2 separate regions of the Mus musculus genome follow, and region 2 is linked to region 1. The links are chromatin contacts, called in public promoter capture Hi-C maps. All regions are on one chromosome and are shown on one strand. The core of a region is the stretch at or near the end of the contact, and the rest is flanking DNA. Distances in the headings are between cores, read along the strand shown.

Evidence for each region. Promoter capture Hi-C pulls out the DNA fragments that hold promoters and counts their contacts.
Region 2: a promoter capture Hi-C map of hippocampal neurons shows a contact between it and region 1, with 3 times the contacts expected there. The contact joins the promoter of Raver2 here to the promoter of Atg4c in region 1. A contact is called at or near these places in 2 of 39 promoter capture datasets (cranial neural crest and hippocampal neurons).

The regions. Positions count from the first base shown.
Region 1 is chr4:99,192,204-99,195,625 of GRCm38.p6, reverse strand. Atg4c (autophagy related 4C, cysteine peptidase) reads right to left here and starts at 1,692. Exons shown (of 11, transcript NM_175029.3): 1 at 1,174-1,692.
Region 2 is chr4:101,067,552-101,070,973 of GRCm38.p6, reverse strand. Raver2 (ribonucleoprotein, PTB-binding 2) reads right to left here and starts at 1,936. Exons shown (of 12, transcript NM_183024.1): 1 at 1,645-1,936. The coding sequence starts at 1,860. It overlaps Gm35956 (a long non-coding RNA gene), which reads right to left and starts at 1,637. Exons shown (of 2, transcript XR_867959.2): 1 at 1-1,637.

The sequences.
Region 1 (3,422 bases), core at 443-2,942:
TATCAGACTACTAAGAACAAAGCTTCAAAAAAAGAGTTTCACAAAACATTTTTCAATATATTTGTATCCAGGCTAAAGAGTTAGCTCAGCAGTCACCAGCACTGGCTACTCTTGTGGATGACCTTGGTTCGATTCCCAGCACCCAAGGTAATCATCAGCAATTCCAGTCCCTAGAGATCACATACCCTCTTCTGACTTCAGGGGGCAGCAGGCATACCCATGATGAACAGACATATGTGTAGAAAAACACCCACATAACAAAATATTCTTTTTAAAATATATGTGCATCCCCTTTTATAGAAAAAGCATCAATTAAGGGGGCCTCTAAACTCATTTTACTAATGTAGACAATCCCTCACATTGCCCAGTTTTTAACTTCAGTTCTCAAATTCTTATGGCAGGTGAACCAGTTAATTAGCTTCAGACACTAGACTAATTAGAACTCTTCCCTAGTTGGAAAAATAAAAGCTTTATCATTTGAAACTCCGAAAATACATTTCAAAACCTTTCCAATCCCTCTGGGCACTTCCAAAGACTCATAATCTAATTAAAAGCCACAAGCAGCAGGCAGGAAAGATCACTCCTTTGTGTCTATCTGCTATCAACTGACACAAAATCAATTCCAAACTCCCAAGGGAATGTAAGGTCAGAAAAGGTAAACAAACAGAAGGAAATCTTCACCTAAGTAATTCAAAGATTAAAAAGCTATAAAATAATACAGTCTTAGCCCCGAGGTCGCAATGAACCTCGTGTGGAAAAGTAATCAATAAAGATAACAAAAATATACGACAAAAACCCTAAGAAAATAAACTCAAGCAGAGTTATGCTGAGCTGACCCAGTGATGTCGGGTCATCGCACGGAAGATTGTAGTCTGAGTTTCCAACTTCAATAACCCTCAGATGTGGGTGGGCATGTGAGAATGAGCAAAAGCCGGTCTATGAAGTCAGCGTTATTAGCACAGCCAGGGTATATAATGCTACAGATTGCGGTTTCAAACAACGAAAGGGGCAACGGGGCTACAGACGGACAGATTGAGATCTAACATTTCCCACACATACACTCTTTTTGTTTTAAATGAAGAGAAACAAGGAAGAGTCAATGGGATACGGCGGCTAGGGAGAAAACCTTTCCTGGTCAAGAAGGGTAGAACAGCCGGCCACTGGAAGGCTTACAGTTCAAAGGGCGAGGAGGAGTCGTCAGAAGATAACCCTCAGGAGGAAGCAGAATCGAGAGAGGCTCCAAAACCCTCCAGGAACCCAGACGGTTGGCCACGGGTCTGCACCAAGGGCAGGGCCGCCCCCAGAACCGGCCATTCGTAGACTACAAACACCAAGCTCCAACCTTCTCCACTCCGCCAGCCTCGAGCCGACCCCTCGGCGACACGGGACTGGATAACTGTACAGCCGCGCAGGAGTCCCCACACCAGACGCGCGTCGGCTCCAGCAGCCGCTCCGAACAGCGCGTACGCACCGCAGGACGTGCGGCCCGCGGCCCCGCGCGGCCACCGTAGCACAGCACACCGAAGCCTCCGCAGGCCGCGGTCCTGCAGGAAGCCCTGTCGGAGACCCTAAGCTCCCGGGCTGCAAGCTCAGAGCCTAGAGCAGTTCATTTGTGAGGGGCAGGCCCAAGTTAGATTTACAGCTGTCCCTCGTAACTGTAACTACTGGACTTCAGCTACTACCCGCCACGCACGGTGAGCGTCTGCGGTTTCGGGACTACAAGATCCAGCATGCACAGAGCTCTGGGTCCTTAAAACCAAGCCCACTTGGATTAAAAGACTAACAGTCTGTCTACTCCAAGGCAAGCTGTGGTATGGGGTATTGATTACATCCTGGTGGAGCATTCAGTTTTCACATTCAGATTCATGTTAAGAATTACAGTACAGGACCTGCCTTTAAAAAAAAAATCGGGAGAGATATACTAAATGATGTCAACATGTAATTCTACTAATATATTGTTTTCAGTAACGCAGACTGTTGGAGCAATACATAAGAAATAAGAGCAGAAACTACAAGGGGGAAAAAAATCAACAATCTCTGCTACCAGACAGTTAAACAGTTAAACATCGAGAGAATGAACGCCTTCTGGAATACAAAATATGTTCTTTGAATTTTAACTGTTTCACGATTAGAATTGAGTGGCGTTTTATTTGAAGATAGGGACTTGCAATACAGCCAGACTGACCCAGAACTCATTATCTTCTCTCAATCCCCTAGTGTTGGAATAAGAGATCTGTGCTAGGACGCTGGGAAAGTTATTTCATGTTAGTCTCATGAAAACAGTTGCCTAGAATTAATTACTAGAGCAATTTATTCACCAGTCACATGGGCCGGACAGGGGTATAACAAGACAACAAGAGGGTCATTTATTAGCATAGATAACAAGGTATCTGCTCCTTTGTCTGCTTGGATAGTTTGTTTCATATTTTGAAATGCAGAACACTTTCTGATGACTTGGAGAGGAGATAGCACAGATCTCACAAGCTGTCCTTCTCATAACTTCTATAAGGACTTGTATGAGGGTTCTCTAAGAAGCAGAACTGATAAGAGGAGTGTATATTAGACTTGCTTACAGGATGTGGTCCAGGTAGTTCAACAATGGCTGTCTCACACTGAAAAGGCCAAGACTCTGGTAATTGGTCCATGAGGCTACAGGTCTCAGAAATCCCATTCTGGCACTTGGATCCTGGAAGATTCCTGGAGCACTGTCTTCATTTCAATTCCAAAGAAATTGGATTTAGTACTGGCAGCAACTGGACAAATAAACTTGCCAGCAAAGGTGGGGCAAATGGATGTAGAACAGTTTCCTTCCTTTTTTTTATTTGGACTGCTACCAAAAAAATGTGGTCTAAATTTAGAGTGGGTCTTTCTTCTTCAAATAATCTGATTAAGAAAACTCCTCACTACAGTACCCAGCAGCTTTGGTCTGAATTAATTCTAGATGTAGTCAAACTGACCACCGAGATTTACCATCACACATGTGCTACCAGAATGGCTGTATTTTAATTTTTTGTCATACTATATTAACAAACCATGAGAACCGAGGCTTGGATTTATATGCTAACTATAGAAAAGTATGGTATATTATATGTATACCACAAGCAGAGGCTTTCTGCAGATTTATGGTAAAACAAACTTTTTAATTGGTTAGAAAAGGAAACGGTAATGCCTTACATTTTTACAGTCTCACAAGGGAGTCACAGAGGGACTTTCTATTCTCTAACACTGGCAAGGAATCCACTACCATATAAACCCCTTTCCGACTCCAGTGTGCTAAATTATGCAGTACAAGCAAGTAAATATTTAAAATCTATGATCATGGAAAAGAGTCTGCTGCTTTTCATACTCATGCACCAAACTGGAATTGCAGTGGGAGAGAACATTTCCAGTAGTGACTGGGTGGGAATGCTGATGAACTATAG
Region 2 (3,422 bases), core at 687-3,186, 1.9 Mb before region 1:
GCAGAGGAAATCCAGACACTTCTCCATCTTCTGCTAGCTTGTCTATCACAGAGTCCATAGTTCTTTAATTTGTTCTGTAGATGCCATCTGCTTCTCCCAAGCCCCCCTCTCCCTGAGCTCCACGGAGACCTTCCCCATTCAGGAGCAGGAAGGCTGTTTTTCCAGTGTAGAGGACCTTCAGGTGGCAACCCAAAACCACCACCTGACAGAGGGAAGTAGGCTCTGTGGCACCTCTTAAGTTGAATGGTGAGATGCCACCACCTAAATACCTTATGAGGTTGTAGGCTTATGTTTATTATATCTACAGAAAGTCTACCAATGGTAATGAGGTAGGCATTATCATATTCTATAAGTCACAGAGAACATGCAACTGTCACTAACCAGTCCTCTTGCAACTCTGTATGAACTCTGTATGAGGAATTTCATAACAGAATAGGGTGGGTTTATGAAATTCCTTCCGTGGTCCGACCTATCAAGGCAGATCTAGTTTACACCAAATACCTATACATGCAACGTACAAGCATCTTCAGGAAAACTGTAGGAAACCTAAAGAATGCTACATTGTTTCATGTTTTTGATAAAAAACAAAAACAAATGCATGTGCATACTTGTGCACAAGAAAAGGAAGAAAGACAACATGGTTATAGTTCAGTTGGTAGAGTGTTGCATGCATTCATGAAGTCTTGGGAGTAATAAACACACACTCTCTCATGCATGCAGGACTGTTGCGCCGAGCCTGTGGTACACACCTGAAATCCTAGCACATGGTAGGTGGAGAAAGGAGGATCAGAAATTCAAGGCCTGCCTGGGGATACTTGGCACGCTGTCTCAAAGAAAGAAAGGAGAGGAAAAGAGGGAAAAACAGAGAGAAAAAAATGGGGAGGGCTATGAATGAGAATGAATGAATATGAATCCCGAGAAAATCCTTCAAATTCTCTAGCGCTCCTACAATAAGATTTTAACTTTCGCAATCAGGGAAAAAAAAAAAAAGAAGTTAAGTCGACTCGGGCTTTCTAATCCAAGAAGCAACAGTTAATCTGGATTAAAGACTGCGAGCTGCTTAGCTTTAAACTCCGCGCAAGCACAGAAACAAATCCTGCCATACTTGGTTTGGCAGAAGGCTGCAAGACTGCCGGCGCAGTATCAGCCTCTGCTCTCTGCGGCCTTAACAAGCGGAGCAAAGTTGTTTCATACAAACTTGGTCAAGTGCTTCTGCAGAAGAACTCGCCCAGCTTTCCCGTGACCCCGCCCCCGTGGCAATCCAAGTCCCCAACACCCTACGCGGGACCCCTTCCCTTCTCGAGGGGCTCCGGAAGCCAGCCCCCTAAATCTGAGCTCCTCAGCTCCCCACCACGCGCCTTCACCTTCAACACCGCCTTGGGCTGGAGGGAACACAAAGTACAGACCAGACGTGGCAGCATCCGCCCCAGAACCCCCTGACCTTGCACGAGCCGCTCCGCCTTGCCCAGCCTCAGTTTCCCAACACGCTGCTCTCGCTGGCTGCAGAAAGGCTTCGTCGAGGCAAAGGGCTCTGGGCTCGGTGCGCATACCTCCTTCTCTCCTAGGCGCCGGGACCATTACGGTCTCCTCCGGTTTTGCGGTGTCCCCAAACCCGCCCCGGTCACCCCGGCCCGGTGCCCATACCTGGGAGCTGCTGTCCTGGGGCAGGTTTTTCACTAGGATTTTCCGCCGGTTGCTCAGCTCCCGTCGCATCCGCTGCAGCCGTGCAGCCACCTCCTGGGGGTGCAGCGCAGCCACCTCCCCCGGGCGCAGCGCGGGCTCCGCGGCCTCCCCCGCCGTCCCAGCAGAGGGTCCGGATCCCGAGCCCGCGCCCCCCGCGCCGCCTCCCCGCGCCGCCATCTTCCCGGCGCCCCGCTGCAGACTCGGAGAGGCCGGAGCGAAGCGGGAGAGAAAGCGGAGAGGCCGCGCGGGGGCGAGGCGGGCCGGACGCGGAGCAAGGGCGCGCGGGCGGGGGAGGCGCCGCAGCCGCCGACGCGGGAGGGGCGGAGCCCGGAGACACGCCCTATCCAGCCACGCCCCCGACGCTCCGCCCCCTCCCCCTGCAGGACACCTGCGGAATCTAGGACGCGGTAACATGGTGGGACTCGAACCCCTACCAACACTACCCCTAGCTCGCCGCGCTCGGCCTCGCCTCTCAAATCCGAGGGCCTCAGGCGCCACTGCGCAGGCCAGAGAACTCCTGGCCTCAATTCTGACACATCAAGAAGTGCGCATTTGGCAAAGTTAAGTTTTCGATGAAAAATAACATATGAGATTTATCTAAAAATATTCTGGGGGAAGGTTTGGTATTATTTAGTAAGACCTGAGCATAACAAATTTTCCTGGTTGTGTATAAGAAATCATTATCTTTCATCGGTCCCTTTGCGGCCTAAGATGACAACCTGGCTAGTTGTATTTGCAACACAAATCAAAGCTGAAACAAAGACTAGGACAGCTTCGGCAGAAGGCAGGGGAATAAGTTCCTTGATTATTTGAATTGAAACTTGGAAGGAGACATACTGTGGAAAGATATACCTAGTTAAAGTGAGATCTACAAAATATAATAAATACCCTTCAACTCTCACCAGCTGTAATGACTATTAGCAAATAGGAACACACACCTTACTTAAGTGTGCCCCATGAAAATGCACAAAAAAAAAAAAAAAAAAAAAAAAGCCTGTTTAACCCAGCAAGTGATCTGTTAAAGGAAAATGCTTTAAATATCATGAAAGGGCTGGAGAGATGGCGTATCGCTTTAGGGCACTTGCTGCTCTTGCAGAGGACCACAGTACTAATTCGAGTACCCAAGTCAGATGGCTCACAACTACCTGTAACTCTGCCTCCAGCGGATCCAATGCACTTTTCTGGCTTCCAGAGAAACACACACACACATCAAATGAATAAAATCATAAATTCAGTACTGAGCAGGTGCCACCCACATATTTCTAAGTATGTTACAGTGCTTCCCTTTAAAAAAAATCCAATTAGGCAAAGCTTATTTTCTTCCCATTACACATGAAGAAATGGAAGCTGGTGTGATTAGGCTCAATGTTCTAAATATTATAAAAATAAGTCATCTGTAATCACTCTACCCCAAAATTACGGTTAATAGTCCTCAGACTGTTCTAGAATACTTACATCATTAACATGAGTGAGGGCGGTGCCCCAGTATTTACAACCCTATTCCCTAGACACAGAGAGAAGATCCAATAGGCCTATTACAGTCTGTACCCACAGTGGAATATTGTTCAGCTATAAAAGGAAGGCGAAGGCTGCCAAAAGGTAGGTGAACCTCCAGATCATTAGGTGAAAGAAGATAGAGACGACAGTCACTCACTGTGTGATTCTTCTCATCAGGTAAATCCACAGAGCAAAACCAAGAGCTAGGCAAGGGTTGAGCAGAGCAGGCCATGGAACGCAAT